Linked DNA regions of Mus musculus: region 1 is linked to region 2. Evidence: chromatin contacts called from public Hi-C data. All regions are on one chromosome and are shown on one strand. Each heading gives the region's core, a stretch centred on a gene start, on an enhancer-like site or on the middle of the called end of the contact. The rest is flanking DNA. Distances are from core to core; before and after follow the strand shown. Region 1 overlaps Capzb (capping protein (actin filament) muscle Z-line, beta). Region 2 overlaps Micos10 (mitochondrial contact site and cristae organizing system subunit 10).

Region 1 (4,972 bases), core at 1,413-3,912, 110 kb after region 2:
CCTTTTACAAAAGTATGTGTATGCATAACTGACATGTGGAGGTCAGAGGACAGTGGATAGAAGTTGACTCTTCTACCTTGTAGGTCCTGGGGCTCCAATCATGTCAGTCAGGCTTAGCAGCATGAGGCCTCCCCACTGAGCCATCCTCACAGCAGCTCAGCTATGCTTTCTTTAGGACTCCAGTTTTTCTCTTTTGTACTATGCGGCTGTTGGACATTTGGAAAAGACTAGCTTCTCCATGAGCATGCTGGCATACAACACAGAGGCAATTTTTGATTGAGACAGGCATGAAGGGCAGTGTCACTGTTTCTTAGCCCCAGTCCTAGTGCCTTCTTTGCTGGCTGTCATCAGAATGTCCAAGAGGTCCCACTTTGTTCTTGTAGCCCTCAGGCTTCCAACTGTGGAGTGTGACCTTTTAGCCCTGCTCAGTGACACACAAGTATGGTTTGTGCATGTCAGACTCCAAGAGACTCTGAGGTCAGGCGTTTCTGTGGCCACAGAGCCGCCCGGGGTTTCATCTGCAAATGAAAAGCACCTGGCCAGCTGCTTGGGTCATATGGGAGCCAGATGGAAGCTGGCAGTCAGGCAGGCAGCATGGGGCAATGGCCAGTGGTCTCTTTCTACGTCCCATGGCCTCTGCTGCCTTTAACCCTTGTTTCCTGGAATGCCAGGGTAGTCCAGGACTAGGTAGCCAGCAACCAGTCCAGAAATGTCAACCAGAGCCAGAGCATGGTGATAAGCACCCCAGGTCTTGTGGGAGATGGGAACAGGTGACCAAATGGCCACCAGGGTCAGAACGTCCATGACCAAAGCAAAAGAACTGGGAGGAAGACGAAATAGCAAAGTTGGTGGAAATCATTGAGTACCCATTGCTGCAAAGCCTCCCTAGGAAACATGGTGGTCAGGTGACAGCTTGTTGGCACATTGGGAAGTCACCAGGCAGGGTCATGTGCAGAGTAGTGGGGACACTGGGCATTAGCATGGACAAGGGAAGGTGGGACACTGCAGCATCCTTTGGTCCACACAGTCACGAGAACCAGGTTTGACTCATGATTCAAAAGGGAGACAGGGTGGGGATTTTTCTCTGAGCTTTGTGGATTAAAGAAGATGAGGGAGGCACGATGATAATTTCTGTCTCCAAAACTCTTGGGAAGTAGAGTACGGGAGCTTCTGGTTCTTAGCCCTGCCTTCTGCTACACTGGAGATTCCTTGGAACACAGGGTGGAGGTCAGAGTGAGAGAGAGAGCAGGTGATTAGATCTGGTTGGTTGGTTGGTTTTTTGGGTCAGAGCTGGGCATTGAACCCAGACTCTAAAGCACCCTGCTGAACTACGGATGCCATTGATGTGACAAAGCATTGTGTTGGCTGCTGGGACAGTTTTGAGTGAGATTTGTTGATAGGCAGACAGAGACCTGGCCCTGGGCTTGGTGGGCATGTGCTTGTCAACTGAGGTGACATGGCTGTGGCACTTGGTCCACACAACACTTGGAAGAAGATGCATGGAAAGTCCTGTGGTCCCTGCTTCCCCAGGCCAACTCAAAGACAAGGTCTAAGCTTGTCTGGCATTCTGGCCACATTTTAAATGCATTCCTTCACATTGAAGTTTGCAAAGGTTGTCAGTGCTCACAGTAAAGCTTTCTCATGAGAGCTGGGATTGGGACTACTGTAGTCATCAGCGTAGGGGTTGTCATATTTGGGACAGTGAGTTTGTACTTTTATTGGAACACGTATTCAGTGTTAGATTTTTATGTCTGGACTCTGGAGAAAGAGCTCAGCAGTTAAGAGCACTAGCTATTATTCCAGAGGACCCAGGTTTGGTTCCCAGCTCCCTCTTCTGGTGTCCTTGGGCACTGCAGATAGATGGTACACAGACATACATGCAGGAAAAATATTTATAACACATTTTTCAAAATGTATCTGGGCTGGAGAGATGGCTTAGTGGTTAAGAGCACTAACAGCTCTTCCAGAGGTCCTGAGTTCGATTCCCAGGAACCACATGGTGGCTCACAACCATCTGTAATGGGATCTGACGCCCTCTTCTGGTGTGTCTGAGCTAGATGTATGGCGCTTAGGAGGCAGAAGCAGGCAGATCTCTGAGTTTGAGGCCAACCTGGTTCTACAAAATGAGTTCCAGGCCAGCCAGGGCTACACAGAGAGACCCTGTCTCAGACAAACAAACAGAAGAATGTGCCTGGAGGAGATAAAGCCCCTCAGGCTGACAAGACGCAGTTGGTGGATGGGCTGTGGTCCTCAAGAGTCTGAGAAGTCCTGTAAAATGCTTGGGGTTCAAAATGTGTTACAAGGAGGAAAAAAATACCATCTTCCCTGCCAAGAAAAGGAGCTTTCAGTCAGTCAGGGTTAGCGCTTTAAAAGTGCACTTCTCTCTTCACCCATGCCATACGCATTTGAGGGTTGACACTGCAGAAGGCCTAGCCGCTGCTTGTGTTGGAAAACTGGTCTCCGTGTCCACACAGCAGGGGCAGCTAACCTCTGTCCAGCGCCACCTTTGAGTAGAGCATAGAAGGAAAAAAACATTCTAATAGCATTTGATGCTTAATTGCCAGGTACTTCCTGAGAGATTTGTGCAGATATCCAGCCTGTCTAGCCTCTACTCACCAAGCCCTCTGTGTAATGTGTTAGCATCCACATCATAATGCTCCCCTTGCGTCCCCTGAACACACTGTAATCTCCCATTTCCTCCACTTCCTTTGAGCACTTCCACAGCATCCACAGCACATCTTTTGACCACCGCGGTGGCTTTACAGTTCCTGTTGAGGGAGAGCCAAGTGCTTGCAGTTCTTCAGTGCACAGTGTGTCCTGCCTGAGCTTGCATAGCACTTAGGCCCCTGAACCACCACTGCCTTCATCTCCACTCATCTCTGCAGTGAAGCTGGCAGCCCCTGTAAAGCCAACCTTCTCTCAGGCCGTGTGCCTGTTGGAGCTGACCTGGGGATCTGGTGAGCCGCCTGCCGGCGGACCACGTTTTCCTGCCCCGTTCTTGTGGCAACAGACTAAGCCATGGCTGCCTTCCTCAAAGCCACCACCATTTCTGCCTCTATCCTGGGGCTTCTGGTCTTGTTTTCTTTCTTTCTCTCATTCTTCCTTTCAAATAAAAATTCCCAGCATCCATTGTATAATGCAGTTCTGTAAATTTTTAGTAATTGTACAATTGTATAGCCATAACCACAGTCTAATCTTAGAATGCTTCCCTCGCCATCTCTGTTCCCGCCTTGCCCCAGGAAGCCACTGTCTGGTCATTTCATACATGTGGACTACACAGATTCTTTTTAAAAAGGTGGTAGCATTTGTGGAGCTGAGAGTTGAACCTAGGACCGCGTGCGTGCCCAGCAAGTGCTCTACCAACCACTGAATCATACTCTGTTTATCAGAAAGCCTTTGGGATGTGTGGATAAAGGGATCTTGGGGGTGGGAGGGTGCTTTTTTTTTTTTTTCCTTCCTTTTCTTTTCCTTTCCTTTCCTTTTCCTTTCCTTTCCTTTTTTTTTTTCCTTTCTTTTTTGCAATGCATGACATTTTATAGACCACACCGTCCATCTATCCACACAGACAATTAGGGGGCAAGCTTGTGTTTATGGAAAATACAAAAAATAAAAAAGGAAATTGCCAGGCTTTTGGTGATACATACCCGTACTTCGAGCACTGGGAAACTGGAGTAGGAGGATCATTTTCAGGGCCAGCCTGGGCTACCCAGAGAACCATGTTGAGGCAGGGAAGAAGGATAAGTCACTCAGAATTGCCCTTATGGATAAAACCTCTTTCATAGTTTGGGATTTTTTTGCAACAGCATCATCTATCATCTAACGTCTCCTGGAAACTTGCTGTTAAATTGCAAGTTGCAGTGTGTGATATTATTGTACCATAATATACAATCAAGGTTGCCTTTACTTTGGGCTGTTACAAATGTTGCTGAAGTGAATATGTTTTATGTCAGAGCCTCTTATAGGTCTGTTTGAATTCCTGAGTCACAGGGTTTGTGTCCACCCCCTTAAATTGTTTTTTCTTCCCAATTTGAAACTTAGTTGCAAAGCTACTCTGTAGCTATCTCGCCTGAATTTCATCTAGTCGGTAAAATGGTTTGCATCCTGATTGGCTCCAGGTCCCAGGAGGCAGATCTGTTAGGCGGGTCTCAGGTACTAGGAGGAAAGAGCACAGAGCTCGCTGTGCCACCACAGCTGGGGAGCCTGGCATAGGGGCTAGTGCACTGTCACGAAACCTTGCAGTCTGGACAGCAGTATGGCTGTCAGCAGTTGGTTTCCCTAATTTAGAAGTACCATCCAGTGCCATGGCCAAAGTGTTTAGTTTTGGCTTCCTCTGTTTTTGTTTGTTTCCAAGGCACCGAGAGCTGGTGAAATGGTCCCTGCAGTTTTATAGTCTTGGTGATGGCAGCCATTTGACATGCTACCTTGCCATCCGCAGTCGTACTTGCTCAGTGAGTGAAGTGAGGTGTGTGTCTGTGTCCGCTTCATACCCTCCCCCTGTCAACAGGCTGTTGTTCTCTGTCTACCATTGAGACTCCTCTTTTGCCCCAGCCTGGGCTGGTGCAAAGCTGCGTCTCAAGTCAGTGCAGTGCTCCTATGTGCCCCCCCCCCCATGTGCCCTCACTTGGAAGCAGGGTCTCTGAGCAAATGAACTCCTGGTGTGGTCAGTGCCAGGGTGCCATGAGTCCCTTCCCTGCATGCTTTGGTTGAGATACAAGCAGGGCAGGCAGGACACACAGGAGTCATAGCTGTGACCCACTTGTTGCTTTCAGCTCGGCTTGTCTCTACCGCTGTTCTCTGATTTCATTGTCTTTGAAAGTGTTGTGGATTTTTGTTTGTTTTGTTTTGAGGCAGGAACTCACTATAGCTCTGAAACTAACAGAGATCTTCTCCTGAGTGTTGGAATTGAAGGTGTTGCCACCACATCTGGTCTTGAAAGTGTGAGTTTTAGCATCGTAGGCTGTCTTTGGGATGC
Region 2 (4,723 bases), core at 640-3,139:
TTATAGAGAAGAACACTTGGGACTGACCTCCATGAGAAACACATTTCCAAGAAACATTCCTCATTTATGAAAGATGCTCTAAGCCCAATTTATGATAGAAAACAATACAGTTGTACGTCAGCTCTGCATGGTGCTTACTTAATCCCAAGGCCAAGACAGGCTGTCCCAAGTGTCCCAGGTAATGCCAAGTCCTATGGAATAGCCAAGAAAAGATACCAGTGCCAGACCAAAGATCAAACACTGGTGGCTGAGGCTGTGGGACAGCTTCCTGGGACTCAGCCTCGCTTGGGCTCTGCAGGAAAAGGACTGAGGAGGCGTCTGTTCATGGGATGTTGCTGGCGTGTCCTAAGGGGTTTTCTGGGTGAATGTCAATCACAAGGGTTCTGATCAGGGAAGGCAGAGCAGGGTGCAGAGAGGCATGGAGGGTGAGTGTGGACGTGATTATGGGAGCAAGCACTCAGAAGGGCTTTGAAAGTAGCACCTATAGCTCGAGCGCACTTCAACAGAAAGCTGCACAGCCTTCAGGAAGACACAACGTAAGAAACACAGCTGCAGACATTTTACTGACAGTTAACTCATTCCTGTGTGGAAACACTATGTGGGAAAATGAGAAGCAGCTCAAAGATTGGTTATTAAAGGGAGGCTGAGGAAAATAACAAACAGAATTATATAGAAACACATCAAATGCTCTCTCATGGTCACTGGTGTGCCTTGGTCCTAACATCAGCGTGGTGAGCACCTTGCAAGCTTTACTATGAACCCATCTCACAGGAAGACAGGAACAACTCAGAGGGGGTCAGTGACTCACTCAAGCACACACACAAACCCAGGCTGTGTGACTGCACACACCCAGGAGGGCAGATGACACTCTGGAGGGGAATACCAAGTCACTCTACAGAAACAGTTCTCGGCACAGACAGTCCTAGAGGAGGAAAGGAGTAACATGACTGAAGCTAAACTCTGGTTCATCTGAGAGCTGTGCGGAACACCCTGGAGGGCAAGAGATACTTTCCAGACAGAAGTACACTACCTAACAACTGATGGAAGAAGGGGTGGGGAATTTTCTTAAATGTGACCAAGTTTTCAAAGCATCTACGCTGGGCTGGAGAGATGGTTCAGCAGTTGAGAGTAACTGGCTGCTCTTCCAGAGACCTGGATTCAATTCCCAGCACTCGCATGGCAGCTCACAATCATCGGTAATTCCAGTCCCAGAGGGATCTAACTAGTGCCCTCTTCTGGCCTCTTCAAGTACTGCACACATGTGGTATACAGACATAAAACAGGCAGAACCCCCGCCCCCCTACACACACACACACACACACACACACACACACACACACACAAATACAAGTTAAAAAAGATTTTAACATCTACACCGTGCTCAAGAACTGCACAGCAGCAGAGTGAAAAGCCCTCATTAGGTAGGGCTTGTGCTCCTGGGTTTCCTCACTTCATCTTTACATAAACTTCTATATAAGCCCCATTTCAGAGAAGGGAAACTGCATCACAACAAGGCTTAATTCTTGCCCTCAGCAACACTCGGGTAAACTAGCAAGTCTTTAACCATTATAATTAAACTAGACTCAGTACAAGAGACTAACTCCTTTCAGATGCATTCAGGCCAGTAATTCAGGCATTTCCTTAATTATACAAAGGGAATGCCTAATGTGAGCTGTTCAAAGCTGTGGGAAATGACATCTCCACATAAGGGCACTTGGGGTTGGGATAGGTAATGACCAGAAAGCAGAAGTGTAAGGCACAATAGCAGAAGGAAAGGAAAGGGGTGAGAGTTGGCTATCATGAGCTCCCTGCTGCTATATGTTATAGAGCTGAGGGAAAAGATAAAGCCAACCGGCCTTCATGTCATACCCACAGCCAAGGCCTCATGGCTGATGCCAGCTGAGCAATGGAGCAGTAAAGGGCTCACCAAGGGGGAAGAAGCCAAGCCCATCAGATGTGCACTGTATGCAGTTGATTGGCAGAATGAGGGCAAGAGTCAAAAGTGTCATAGAGGAGGAGACAGCACTTAGAGGAGCCTACAGCAGGAGACATGATGCAAACTTCAGAGTCTCTCCATAGTGTAGATTTGTTTTGAGGTACCTCTTGTGGAGCTCAGGGCCTGAGCAGCTGGGTAAAGTCCCTCCCCTGTGCTGCATGCAGCCCCGAGGTGCAGTTTTCAGCCTCCCTTCTCTGCACTGCTGTTTGCACTTTGTCCTCTCCTATCCCAGTACTTCAGGCTAGGCAAACCTGGAGCCTGCTGCCACAGGCAGGCAATATGCGGAAGGCAAAGGCAGCCTTTGGTAGCACTTAGGAACTTCTTAGGATCCAGAGTGGCTGTTTAGCTAAGAGATCCTGGACAAAGATTAATGGAGATGGGAAAAGAACAATTTTTTTTTAAAGATTTATTTATTTTATTTATATTAGTACACTGTGTCTTCAACCACACCAGAAGAGGGCATAAGATCCCATTACAGATGGTTGTGAGCCACCATGTGGTTGCTGGGATTTGAACTCAGGACCTCTGGAAGGGCAGTCGGTGCTCGTAACTGCTGAGTCATCTCTCCAGCCCCACAAATGTTTTCTTAAAATAAATATGTATTTTAAAAATGTGTTGTGTGTGGATATTTGCACACATTCACATGTATGAGTATATGTACCTCAAAAGCTAGAAGAGGGCAACAGATCCCCTGGAGCTATCTATGGTTATAAGTGTCTGACCTGGGCTCTGTCTAGGAACTGTACTTGAGTCCTCTGGGTTTGGTTGGTTGGTTTGGTTTTTTGAGGTGGGGTTTCTGTGTATCCCTGTCTGTCTGGAACTCACTTTGTAGACCAGGTTGGCCTCAAACTCCTGAGTGCTGGGATTAAAGGCATGGACCACACCGCTCAGCTGACCTTGGGTCTTCTGTAAGATCAGTGCATGCTTTTAACCACAGAGCCTTCTTCTCTAGCCCCAGGACAGATACTTTTTGGCACGAATCAATCTTTTTTAACTTAACACACACAGAGGTGATTGCAAAGGTGCTGGATGGATCTGAATGAATTTCAGGGCTTCTGGGAGCTTCTGCCAGACTGTAAGTTGAGATAGCAGCAGCAGCCTGTCCTCCAGCAGAGCTCTGCCACCTTAACTACACAGCACTACAAGCCTCACCAACAAGAATCCAAGAACTTAGTTCTCATAGACTAAGTGAACGGGAAAATACTCTCACATAAACGTTATAAGCAGATCTAAAGTTTGAAGTTGTACTTAGAATACATTTTCTTTGTGAAAAGCTAAAGTTGATGGCATTTATTCTGATATTTAGACTGTCATCTGCACGATGACAAGAAGCTGGCCATTTTCTAGGACAAACCTTCCCAAGGATGGAACTTAAGTCACCTGCTTCAGGTTCAAACCTATCAAGAACGAAGTCTGAGTGGCATGTTTGCGAAGGTTCTGACAACAAAGGAAGAAGAGGAGGAAGAAGAGGAGAGGGAGAGGAAGAGGAGACAGAAGCATTTATCTGAACTCACAAAAGCTTGCCAAAGCACTATGAAAAGAAATGTGTCCACCATTATGTCAGCACACTGCAAAACCAACAGACAAGCCTAGGCATTATGACGTAGTTAGTTTAGACGCCAACACTAAAGCAAGCACTGGGGGCCAACTTCTCCCAAACTCAACTATGAACCAGTTTCCCTATCCTACTAAAAGGAAGAGACATGGGAAGACTTCACAACTTTACACAATTCACCATGCCACCCTGCCTCTGACCTCCACACACAAGCCATGGCATGTATACATGGATGCATGGGCAAAAAGTGTCAAACTTTAGAAGTTCCTGTATCTGTACATGCCTGTGCAGCCAGCACTGAGATCAGCAAATACCACCATCACTTGTACTCTCTATGTCCATTCCTCCCTCTCCCCTTAGCCTCCTGAAATCATCCACCTACTTCCTTTCATTATATTAGAGTATCTTTTCTAGGATTTTATATATAACTGGAACTGTGATGTCACAGATATCAGCAGTGAGTCCTTCCCATTGTGAGTTTCTTGGTGTAAAGCGTGTTCACAGCTGTTGGTTCACTACACAACAGCAGGTAGACATCTGAGTTGCTCCTAGTTTGGGTTTAGGAACATTCATGTAATGCCTGTGTGGCCATGTTCCCATTCTTCTTAGCAAAGAAACAGACTCTCAGGCAAAGTAATCCTACCTGCTCACACTTCCCCCCATGGTATACAGCGTCATATCCTGCTCCATATCTCAGTGATACTACTGTCTGACTTGTAAAGCTTGGCGATTTTAATGGCTTTTCAGGGTACCTCATAATCTTACTTCAAGTTCCCACTGTGAGTGCTGATGGAGCTGTTCTTTCCTGTACTTAGTTACCGTGAGTAAAACTCCCTTTCAAACACCCTACCATAGTTCTTATGATTCAGAGCTCCCATGTGCTGCAAACAAGTCCTCCGTCAGCTGTATGCACTGCTAAGAATCCCCAACATTAAAAAAGAATAAAAACTGGGTGTTTGTGGTGCACACCTTTAATACTTGTTGAGAGGCGGGTAGATCTCTGAGTTCAAGGCCAGCCTGGTCTATAGATCAAGTTTTAGGACAGCCAGGGCTACACAGAGAAACCCTGTTTTGAAAAACAGAAATGAAAACAACACCAAGAATTCCCAATAGAGTCTTTCAGAAATCAGTTTTCCAGTGTGAGCAAACCCAGTGTGTCTTCTCTGTAGGCA

Evidence for each region. Hi-C and Micro-C count contacts between places; a contact is called where the count stands out from the background.
Region 1: a Hi-C map of the HPC-7 cell line shows a contact between it and region 2, with 2.7 times the contacts expected there. The contact joins two enhancer-like sites. A contact is called at or near these places in 6 of 484 Hi-C or Micro-C datasets (CD4 T cells, the HPC-7 cell line, bone marrow-derived macrophages and 3 more), 9 of 115 datasets of contacts at active chromatin or transcription factors (the HPC-7 cell line, astrocytes, bone marrow-derived macrophages and 5 more) and 3 of 9 other capture datasets (adipose tissue, liver and pancreatic islet).

What each region holds. Positions count from the first base shown.
Region 1 is chr4:139,219,344-139,224,315 of GRCm38.p6, forward strand. All of the region lies in intron 1 of Capzb (capping protein (actin filament) muscle Z-line, beta), which reads left to right. Among named protein-coding and RNA genes, the nearest start is that of Capzb, 29 kb to the left of the region's middle. Within about 2 kb of position 2,663, at least 11 of the 459 cell types and tissues checked have an H3K27ac peak or open chromatin away from gene starts, as enhancers often do. A contact at or near this core is called in the HPC-7 cell line, where this site is marked.
Region 2 is chr4:139,114,687-139,119,409 of GRCm38.p6, forward strand. All of the region lies in intron 1 of Micos10 (mitochondrial contact site and cristae organizing system subunit 10), which reads right to left. Among named protein-coding and RNA genes, the nearest start is that of Micos10, 14 kb to the right of the region's middle. Within about 2 kb of position 1,890, at least 29 of the 459 cell types and tissues checked have an H3K27ac peak or open chromatin away from gene starts, as enhancers often do. A contact at or near this core is called in the HPC-7 cell line, where this site is marked.